Linked DNA regions of Mus musculus: regions 1 and 2 are each linked to region 3. A link is a contact called in public HiChIP or PLAC-seq data. All regions are on one chromosome and are shown on one strand. The core of a region is the stretch at or near the end of the contact, and the rest is flanking DNA. Distances in the headings are between cores, read along the strand shown. Region 1 holds the start of Ddx50 (DExD box helicase 50). Region 2 holds the start of Ddx21 (DExD box helicase 21). Region 3 holds the start of Hkdc1 (hexokinase domain containing 1).

Evidence for each region. HiChIP or PLAC-seq counts read pairs in DNA pulled down with a chosen protein or histone mark.
Region 1: a contact with region 3 is called in an H3K27ac HiChIP or PLAC-seq map of extraembryonic endoderm stem cells. The contact joins the promoter of Ddx50 here to the promoter of Hkdc1 in region 3. A contact is called at or near these places in 1 of 39 promoter capture datasets (pre-B cells), 4 of 484 Hi-C or Micro-C datasets (brain, embryonic stem cells and nephron progenitors), 3 of 115 datasets of contacts at active chromatin or transcription factors (extraembryonic endoderm stem cells, pancreatic cancer cells and trophoblast stem cells) and 4 of 9 other capture datasets (adipose tissue, embryonic stem cells, liver and 1 more).
Region 2: a contact with region 3 is called in an H3K27ac HiChIP or PLAC-seq map of extraembryonic endoderm stem cells. The contact joins the promoter of Ddx21 here to the promoter of Hkdc1 in region 3. A contact is called at or near these places in 3 of 39 promoter capture datasets (the HPC-7 cell line, embryonic stem cells and pre-B cells), 1 of 484 Hi-C or Micro-C datasets (female germline stem cells), 2 of 115 datasets of contacts at active chromatin or transcription factors (extraembryonic endoderm stem cells and microglia) and 3 of 9 other capture datasets (adipose tissue, liver and pancreatic islet).

What each region holds. Positions count from the first base shown.
Region 1 is chr10:62,649,714-62,652,956 of GRCm38.p6, reverse strand. It overlaps Ddx50 (DExD box helicase 50), which reads left to right and starts at 1,739. Exons shown (of 15, transcript NM_053183.3): 1 at 1,739-1,932. The coding sequence starts at 1,846.
Region 2 is chr10:62,600,555-62,603,784 of GRCm38.p6, reverse strand. Ddx21 (DExD box helicase 21) reads left to right here and starts at 1,487. Exons shown (of 15, transcript NM_019553.2): 1 at 1,487-1,657. The coding sequence starts at 1,571.
Region 3 is chr10:62,420,858-62,424,292 of GRCm38.p6, reverse strand. It overlaps Hkdc1 (hexokinase domain containing 1), which reads left to right and starts at 1,836. Exons shown (of 18, transcript NM_145419.1): 1 at 1,836-1,995. The coding sequence starts at 1,933. Gm30322 (a long non-coding RNA gene) reads right to left here and starts at 1,787. Exons shown (of 3, transcript XR_380484.3): 1 at 1,722-1,787.

The DNA of each region.
Region 1 (3,243 bases), core at 490-2,989, 230 kb before region 3:
TGTTGGCGCCGAAGGTGTCACAATTTGGGAAGCAGTCACTTGAATGACTAATAGAATCTAGTCCTTTTCAGGTTTGCTGTGAGGTTTGGTATGAGAAAAAAAATGCCAAAAATAGGATCCTAAGAAGGTAAAAATGCACTTCATTTGAGTGATTTTCAGCCACAAGACAGCATCTGCTCCCTTTATACCCATGTGTGTGGCATTCTTCACCTTATTAACTGTTCCTATGCATAGCATATTCCGTTGTAGGGGCATAGTGTATTGCTGTAGAACTGGGTGTAGCTAAGAGGAAAAAGAATTTAGAAAAGCTATTGAGATTTAGATTTGTAAAGATTTAGATGTAGAGACCCATAACTATTCATCCAACTTGTGGGAAAAGCCTTTTTCACCATCATTCCTTGAACACACCTGGTGTTATAAAACTGAATCCATAAGACTACATTCAGACAAAGTCATTGATGTTAAGCCAGTCCTTATTTTCATAGAATTCTGGAAGCTATCACAAATTTAAAATATTGTGGTCCCGGTTATTTAAGTCTAATCATAGAACTCAGGACGTGTAGCTGTAATTTTTTTAAGGCCTGTGTTTGAGGCTCAGATTACAAGACTGCTACACTAGACATTATGTAGTTTGCAAGAATGCCCTGTACCTACATCTAGGTTTGGTGTCATCTTCCCTCAGGAATGTAATAGCTGATTGACTGAATAAAGAGAACATGATAAACAAGGTTTGAGGACTGGGATTGTTGTTCAATTGGTAGTAGGCTTGCCTGGTCTGTGAGGTACAGGGGATCGAGCCCAATCTTTGTGAATATACATAAAGACCAAGAAGTCAATTCGCTGACACTGATATCTTTCATATAAATTTGTACCTCAGAGGCAGTTAATCCTGAACCTTAAGATTAAATGTACGTATTACAAGCAGGTCATCTGTCAGACACATTGGACTTGCTTTTCTTATCCTTTAGATTTTTCCCTATTCTGTTTCATAGGAGCGAGCATTCGCCTTGCAACTCTGGGAAATTACAGCTGTGAGAGCGCTGTGCCCATCGCGGATTCCGATCACTTTTCAAGTCTTACAAGCGCTACTGAGTTTGGACAAATAAATTCGCTTCTCGGGTGGGTTTGGTTTCTTCTGGGATACGTGAGAACTAAAAGTGAAGCCATAACTTAACGCCTGCATAAGGAGCTAATATCCTTGAGGCGGCCCCTCGGCTTCAGACCCCTGCAGATTCTGCTGACCCCGGGAAGCCTCGACGTCAATGCCCAGGTACCGTTACAGGCTAACGCTCCACCCACTGCGGGGGGCGGGGCGGGGCGGGGGCGGGGCGGAGGGCTGCAGTTTCCGGCGGCGAATGGCTGTACGGCGCGTGGCGCTCCCGCCGGCCTCAGCTCGTGCTTGCCCACGAGCCGCTGCGTCGCGCGTCAGCCCCTCGCTCCCCGCCGCCTGCGAGGGGGCTGCGCGAGCGTTGCAGGGCATGCTGGGAAGGGAGGCGTTCCGAGCGGGGGGAGGGGAACACTTGGAATTCTGCGTGCCGCGCCAGGGGAGGCGAGCGTCCTTCCTGGAGATTGGCCCGTGCTCTGGAGAAGCCTGTCACTTCAGACCGTGGGCGGGCCCATCGGGGCCACTCAGGTTTTCATTGGCCGAGGGAGGCTGCGACTCTCTGGGAGAGTTTCCTCCTGTAGAGTTCCGGCTTGCTTTGCTCCCGCCGCGAGGTGCGTGGCCCGGAAGTGACGCACGGTCCTGGCCGGCGGGGCCGCCCAGCCCCCGCTTCCTTTCACGCTCTCGGTGGCCGTAGGTGGTCGCGGCCACCGCAGCCGGGCGGGAGGTTGCGACGGCCAGTAATGCCCGGGAAACTCCTCTGGGGAGACATAATGGAGCTCGAGGCACCCTTGGAAGAGTCCGAGAGCCAGAGGAAGGAGCGGCAAAAGGTGTGCTGCGGCTGGGCCGCGCCTCCCTCGGGCTGCGCTGGCCTGGGCGGGGAGGGGAGCTGTCTAGGAAGGGGAAAGACCTGTCAGGACCGGGGGCGAGTTTCCGAGGGACAGCTTCCCCTTCGCCGAGCTCAGCCCTCCGAGGTCCCAGGGACCATTCCCCATCGCCGCACTCCCGGACCTGGAGGAGAACGGCCCGGCTTCCGTGGTACTTCAGCCCCACGTCGGCCTCTGCGCCCGGATCTCTCCCGAGAGATGGGCAGACTTGAGCTCCCATCGCCGTGGAATCTGCTCGTGTTCCCTTTCTTAGGCGGCGAGTCCCTTCATTTGGTTTTCCGGGGCCTTCGAAGAGTTGAGACAGAGATGATGATGGCTTTGCCTATGTGTTGCCTCCCGGTCGCGGTGTCGTGTCTGCAGCAGTCTCGGGAAAAGCTATCCTAGGGGGTTACAATCCTCCATGATTGGGTAATAGAGGCTTAAGGAACAGTGTCAAAGCCAGGCTTGCCAGGGGTTGGCTGTGATGGAGTTCGTGGGGGTTGTATTACGAATAGCCCTTACTGTCAGTATTTTCAATCCACTGTGGTTTTTATTGAGGCTAATCGTGCCAGACTCTTAGCTGAGGACCGAGGAGATAAAACTAATTAAGTATGCAGAATAGTCCCTGCCCACCAGGAGCCTGTAGAGGTTCTATCCCCACCTCCGTCCAAGACATTAAGAAAGAAAGAAAGAAAGAAAGAAAGAAAGAAAGAAAGAAAGAACCCGAAAAATAGAGGATCTTATGGTGTTAAGAAAAAATGCAGAGGTAAAATTTTTACTGGAGACATTTGACCTGGAGAAAGAAAGCTGAATGAGGATGAAAATGACTGTGGGAAAGATGACACTTGATAAAATATTTACTCTGTAGAGTGCTAGAGATGAGGAAACACCCCCTAGGACCTACCACGAAGGTAAATTTTAAATTCTAGCCACCCTTTTATGTCACCTTCCCAGTGGGCATTGAAGTGAGGCCACCACTATGCCCGACAAATGCCCAGCGTTGAGCTCTATTCCCAACTCTCGTTTTTCTGTTTTTGTAGAACGTACTAAATTTGGAATTTACATTTGAGAGTTCCATTTTTCAGTGCTGGGGTTTAAATTCGACCATGGCTCAAGGTTTATTTTTTTTATACCATTTTAAGCGTGTGACTTGATGTCATTATAATAGAATTGTGCTGTCACGACCACCGTGATCTCTAGAACCTTTTCATCTTCCCAAGCCAAAGCTCTTTGCCCCTTTGAATTTTACTACTGTAGGCTTCTAGGGTAGACTAT
Region 2 (3,230 bases), core at 238-2,737, 180 kb before region 3:
AATCACTGGTTCTTCAGAAGAAGTTCTAAAACGTATTACCAGTGTGGTCGTGCAAATATTTAATCCCAGCATAGGCAGATCTCTGAGTTCAAGGGCAGTCACGGGTGTACAGTGAAAGCCTGACTCAAAACGAGCATTGTCACTGATCATTCAATTGGCCTCTTTCCCTTATCCAATGGTAGTAGTAAACTCTCCAACTTAGGCATCTTTGGGAATCCATTCCTAGTCTCAAGGCCCTGTCAAGGGGCTGAGTGTGCCCTCAAACCCAGTGATAACTGTCCATCTCTTACATTAGTCTATAACAGTGGTTCTCAGTCTTCCTAATGCTGTAGCCCTTTAATGCCTCTTACGTTGTGGTGATCCCCAACCATAAAATGAATTAATTTTAGTTGTTGAGGATTTAGCTCAGCTGTAGAGCGTTTGCCTAGCAAGCGCAAGGCTCTGGGTTCAGTCCTCAGCTCTGAAAAAAAAAATTGCTACTTCAAAACTGTAATTTTGCTATTGAATCTTAATGTAAATATTTGATATATGACCACTGGTAAAAGGGTCGTTGAACCCCAACGGAGTGTCGACCCCCTTGAGAAACTTTGGTCTGTAGTGCTTGAGGACAAGCAGGGCTTGGATGTTATTAGAATCCTGTCTGTCCACTCTGGAAGCAGAGGCAGGCGGATTTCTGAGTTCGAGGCCAGCCTGATCTACAAAGTGAGTTCCAGGATAGCCAGGGCTACACAGAGAAACCCTGTCTCGAAAAACAAAACACAAAAAAACGAACCCTGTCCGTCATACAAGAATACCCGGAAGTTTATAAAGTGCACACATGAATAAAGGGCCAGACTTGTGAATTGTGGGTATTTTTTGTTGTTACTTGGGGTCGGGGAGAGAGCTGTTGAGACAATCTCATCATGTGTCGGGCTAGCCTTGAACTATGTGCACCACGCTGGACTCGATAGAGATCCATCTACCTCTGGCTCCTGGGTGCTGAGATTAGCGGCGTGCACCCCATATGCCCTGCCTATTCTGGTTCTTTTAAATTGTTCATATTGTGCAGCACGCATATGCGTGTCCTGGGTGCCACTGAGCGCGTGCACGATAAAACTGCACAGCTGGTTCTGTTTTCCAGGGATCACAAATTCAGGTCACCAGAACTGTGGTATCTCGCCGGTCCCTGAATTCCGGTGCTCACCAAAGCACCTGGGTTTATCTGTCACCACCCAGCCGTTTTCCACAGGTAGCGTACACATCGCAGCTTTTCATGGGAAAATGTTGCCAGCTGGTAATCCCAGACTCGGCAAGCGGAGGCAGCAGGGTAAGATTCAAGGCCGTTCTCCAAGTCTAGCCGTGGCGATCCCGCTGTCGTTAGACCGCGCAGAGCACCTCCACGCCGCACACACGGGTCTCACCCAAAGCCGCGCGAACCGCAGCCTTGCCGGTACACGCTACTTCCGCCGGATGCACTCCGCTGCGGAAGTGACGAATAGGCCCGGCTGAGGGGCGGTCCGCTTTCTCTGTCGCCCTCTCTCCTAGCACGCGGTTGAGGAAGCCGGTAGGCCTGAGAAGCTGCTGCTGAATAATGCCGGGAAAACTCCGCAGTGGGGCCAAGTTGGGCTCAGACGGGGCCGAGGAGAGCATGGAGACGCTGCCGAAGCCAAGCGAGAAGGTGAGCCTGGGGGGAGGGGGGTGTCCCCGAACTGGGCCGGGCCGGGAGCTCGTGGCCGGCCCTCTGACACGCCGTGTCGGCTGGTCAGGCTTGGGAGTGCGGAAGGGATTGCCGATCGCGTCACAGTGCGGACCAGAGCCGAAGACGGCAAAGTCTGAAACTTGCGCACATGGTCGGCATCTGCTGTGACACACAGACACAGTTCCCTCTTTAAAAAAGAAAAGAAAAGAAAAAAAAAAGAAAACCCAAAACAGAAAACGTGGTTGGCTAAGTGATCACCCTATTATATAGAAGGATCTGTGTGAGCACTGTTAAATCGCCTTGTCTCTTCTTAATTCCTTGCATAAAAATATTAAACTTGTGACAGTATCTATCAAAGTAGGAGGGTTCGGAAATTATCCCGGAACTCCTATGTTGTACGACTTAATTGAGTTTTTTTTTTGCTGTCTCTGTTGACTTTGAAGGTAGGAGCCTTTTAAAGGAGCAGCAGTAGTATTTGAATTAGGTGGAAATCACTGGGCGCACAGCGTTCACATCCGCGTGTTCAGCTGCCTGATGCTGAAGTCAGGAGGGAGGGACCTAGCTACGCGTTTATATTCCGAACTCGACTTACTGTTTTTCATATATGTAGTAGATAACATGTTCATGGGGCGGAGAGATTGTCCACGATACAGTATTTTTAAGATGGTTTTTGTGGTACCAGGACCAAACCTTGGGCAGCTCACGTGTTGGCAGGTGCTGTCCCACTGTAGCTCTAGCCCTTAGCCCAGCGGTTCTCAGCCTGACAGATAATCTGCAGATGTTTATATTATGATTCATAACGGTAGCAAAAATTAAAGTAACAACGGGATAATTTTCTGGTTGGGGGTCACTACAATATGAACTATTTGAAAAGTTGAGAATCGCTACCTTAGGCCATGATTTGAGAATTTAGTCCATTATGATTTAGTCTTTACTGCCTGGAACACTACTAGAGTCTATCTAGTAGGTGGCTAATAATCGGTACAAATTTTCCATATGAAAAGTTGCACATTTAAATAAAGTCCAAATAAAGTTTCACAGACGCAAATGATATATGAATTTTTTTGGTAGTTTTGTTTCATATAGTGTCTACGAGAATCCACATTGAAGTACACATTTCTTGAGTGTTTTACCATATAGAAATTTTGGAGGGAAAAGAAACCTGTTGTTGCTGTTATGAGGACACCCAAAGTTTGCTTGCTCGCTCTCTCTCTCTCTCTCTTTCTTTTCTTTCTTTCCTTCCTTCATAGTTACCTTTTGGACAGTGCTTGCTCACTGATACTGTGTGTGTGTGTATGTATGTATGTATGGATGGATGGGTATGCTTGCCCCTGGGGTTACAGAAGTTTGAGGTCAATGTTGGGTGGGTGCCTTTATCACTTATTTTCCCCACTCTCACTCACCCTACCCTCCACCCACAGACAGTTTTTCTTTTTTTTTAATCTTTTTTTTTTTTTAAAGATTTTATTTATTATTATAGTAAGTACACTGTAGCTCTCTTCAGACACACCAGAAGAGGGAGTCAGATCTTGTTACAGATGGTTGTGAGCCA
Region 3 (3,435 bases), core at 587-3,086:
CCCGGCTAGTCGACTGAATTTTACAGTGTGTTTTCTTAGTGTTTGGAAGAGTGGAGTCAGGACTTTGTTTTTCAGGAAACCCCTTTCCCTGTTGGGGAGGGTCTACTGAAATGCTGTCTGTGCTTAACTTTCCAGCTTTGCTGAAACTTCAACCTCGCAGAGTCTTAGTAGTTACCAGATGAGCACTGGGTGGAAGGTGCGTTGGAGAGTTGGCCTTGAGTACTGGTCATGAGCTGGGCTCTGGAATCACATTTCTGGGGTTGCTTCCTGGCTGAAGCATTCACAACCGTGATTTTGAGGAAGACACTAAGCACTTCAGGGCCAGCTTCCTGATCTATAAGATGGGATGAATAAAGTCCCCATCCATGGCAGCGGCTGCTAATGACTTCACACCCAGACATTCTGGGCTAGCTGCTACAAAATGGTCTGTCTAGATACTCTGGATGCACATGACCTTTAATAGTCATTAAGCCTCAGGTTACTTAGCTAACTCACACCTGAAGGGGACATGCTCTCCTGTGCTTAGACAACACACAGTACGCCTTATAACACGAACAGCCTTTGCTGTCCTTTGCCTCAGTGAAATCCCATAGGCTGCCTGCCTGCCTGCCTCACTCCCAGGCTACTGGACACTGTAGAAGTCTTTGATTTTGGTTGTTTTCCTTCTGCCCACTCCTTGTCATAATCTCATATCCCATCCTGGAGTGGATGGCCTTGCTGGCCATCACTGAATTCACTAACCAGCCAGTGGCTGGGAGGACTGCAAAAGGTTGTGTTCCCATGTGGCAGATCCTTCTCATACCACGCATGGTGAGAGCAGAGGGCAAGAAACCAGGTGTCTCAATGGTAGTACATCCTTCCTGCGCAGCACTCCAGCAGGGCCTGGTGGCTTCCATTCTTAATGCCCCCACCTCCCAACACACACACACACACACACACACACACACACACAGAGAGAGAGAGAGAGAGAGAGCAGCCCCAAGCTACTAAAGGCTGTCTGGCTTACCACTGTGGAGTATTGATTACTTCTCATTAGCTTATCTGCCACAGTAGAGGAATTGTCTCAGCATTTTTTTTTTTTTTTGAATCTGCAGGACCAGGACACTGCTTAGCCTTAGTTAAGATGGTGCCTCAGAAGCCAGGCAGCAGTGGCACACAGCTTTAATCCCAGTACTCGGGAGGCAGAGGCAGGTGGATCTCTGAGTTCGAGGCCAGCCTGGTCCACAGCCAGAGCAGCCAGTTTTACACAGTACTCCTTATAACACGAACTCCCTCTCAACAGCAAAAGGAATTAAGGCACTGGGGCAGGGGTGGGGAGGGCAGCTCTAGAGTGCTTACCTAGCTTCTATGACGTCCTGGGTTCAAGCCCCAGCAGGAAAGGAAAAAGTATTTAAGAGACTTTATTGGAAAAGATACAGGGAGCCAATACCAGTGAAACCCATCTGGAAACAAAAAACAAAACCAAAGACGCTGCCTAGGATACCAGGAGTCTACAGTCCTGTTGCCTCGCTGAGAAGAGGAATTCTGGAACTGGGATTTAGTTCATAAATTGGCTCTGTTTTGCTCCCCCCACCCCACCCCCAACTTCTCACAAGCTTTTCCTTAGCTGAGTGGTCTTAGAGCACAGGCCTTAGTGTGTCACTTAGCAACAAGATTTTCTCGATGCTCAGTTCTCAAATAGTCAAGTGAGCCATCAATCCCCAGCCTTCCCCTCTGCTTACCTTCAGCTCCCACCAGAGCCTCCTGTTAGACAATCGAGTGTGTGGCGGAGGGAGGGACCAAAGACGGGCGAAGTTTAATCATTGAACCGAGCAGCTGGAAGTATTTAGCCCAAGCACCCACCTCCCCGCCCAAACTAGAGGCGTGCAGCACTCCGCAGACAGAGAGTGTACTGAAGACTCGGCGCTCTCGGGAACAACCGCACTTGGGAACATGTTTGCAGTACACTTGGTGGCGTTTTACTTCACCAAGCTGAAGGAGGACCAGATCAAGAAGGTAAGGACTCTGAAGCTGAGGTGTCTGGCCCAGTCTACGCTGACAGACCCAACAGACTCCCTCTCAACAGCAAAAGGAATTAAGGCACTGGGGCAGGGGTGGGGAGGGCAGCTCTAGAGTGCTTACCTAGCTTCTATAACGTCCTGGGTTCAAGCCCCAGCAGGAAAGGAAAAAGTATTTAAGAGACTTTATTGGAAAAGATACAGGGAGCCAATACCAGTGAATGTCTCAGGGAGGAAGAGGTAGTAAGTGTCCCACATTGCTCATTGTCCCTCGTCCCGGCTTTCAGTCAGAGCCTCTTGGCAAATATGGGAAATTGGAAGTCTTCAAAAAGTTCTAGGAACTTTGTGCCCAATTCAGGGCCATTTAGGGGCAAGGCCACGACGAAGGTGAGTCGTTTATAAAGAAAGAGATCTTTTTGTTTGTTTGTTTGGTTGGTTTTTCGAGACAGGGTTTCTTTGTATAGCCCTGGCTGTCCTGGAACTCACTTTGTAGACCAGGGTGGCCTCGAACTCAGAAATCTGCCTGCTTCTGCCTCCCAAGTGCTAAGATTAAAGGCGTGTGCCACCACGCCCGGCTAGAAAGAGAACTTTTAAAAGTGCATCCGATTATTCATGTGTTTGAAATCAAATGGAAATAAAGGCACCAAGAGAAAACCTGGGGTTTATTTTATGATTTTGACACAGGGTCTTATATGGCCCACTCTGGTCTGAGACTACAATCTCAGTCTCCCAAGTGCCTGGAATTACAACCTACTCGGCATGGCTGGCATGTACATTTTAACACAGTTGTAATTTTCAGCATGTCCTATTGTCCTATTAATAGGTCAGAGTTTTTTGGCTACTTTGCCCCAGCTACAAAATCAAGATGGGCTCTAGTTGACTGATGAGACCAGGATTATCTCCTGGCAGCTAAAATGAGTGCAGCCTGTGTCCCTGGTCACACTCACTGGCTGCTGACAGCTGCAAGGAGGAGGATGTAGCATCTCCATTGACAACAGGAGTCCTCTGGGCAACCAGACTCTGCCAAGGTCACCCGGGCACTAACAGTACACTGAAACTGGCAGATGCCTCCTCTAGCCTTCTAAATGCTTTTCAAACTTTGAAAGAAGAAGTATGGCCCCCTTGTAGCCCCTTCTTTGCTAGTGGGTAAACGCCGCCTGTCTGCAGTCCATGAGAGCCAGGGCAAGCCGGAGAGTAGAAACCCATTTGCTTTGACAGCTTTTCATTCTGTCATTTGTTGGACTAGATTCCCAGAACCCCCTCTGCTGACTGCTTGAGGGGTGTAAAGTCCTTTGCAGCCCTGTTTCAGAACTCATTGCTGTTTCTCCCAGCTGGGCGGAGAGGCCAGCCCTAAGGATAATCTTTGAGACTGAAACCTTTAGTTTGCAGTCACTTCATCCCCCCGACTCCGTACAGTGGCTCACCTTTTGTTCTAGCC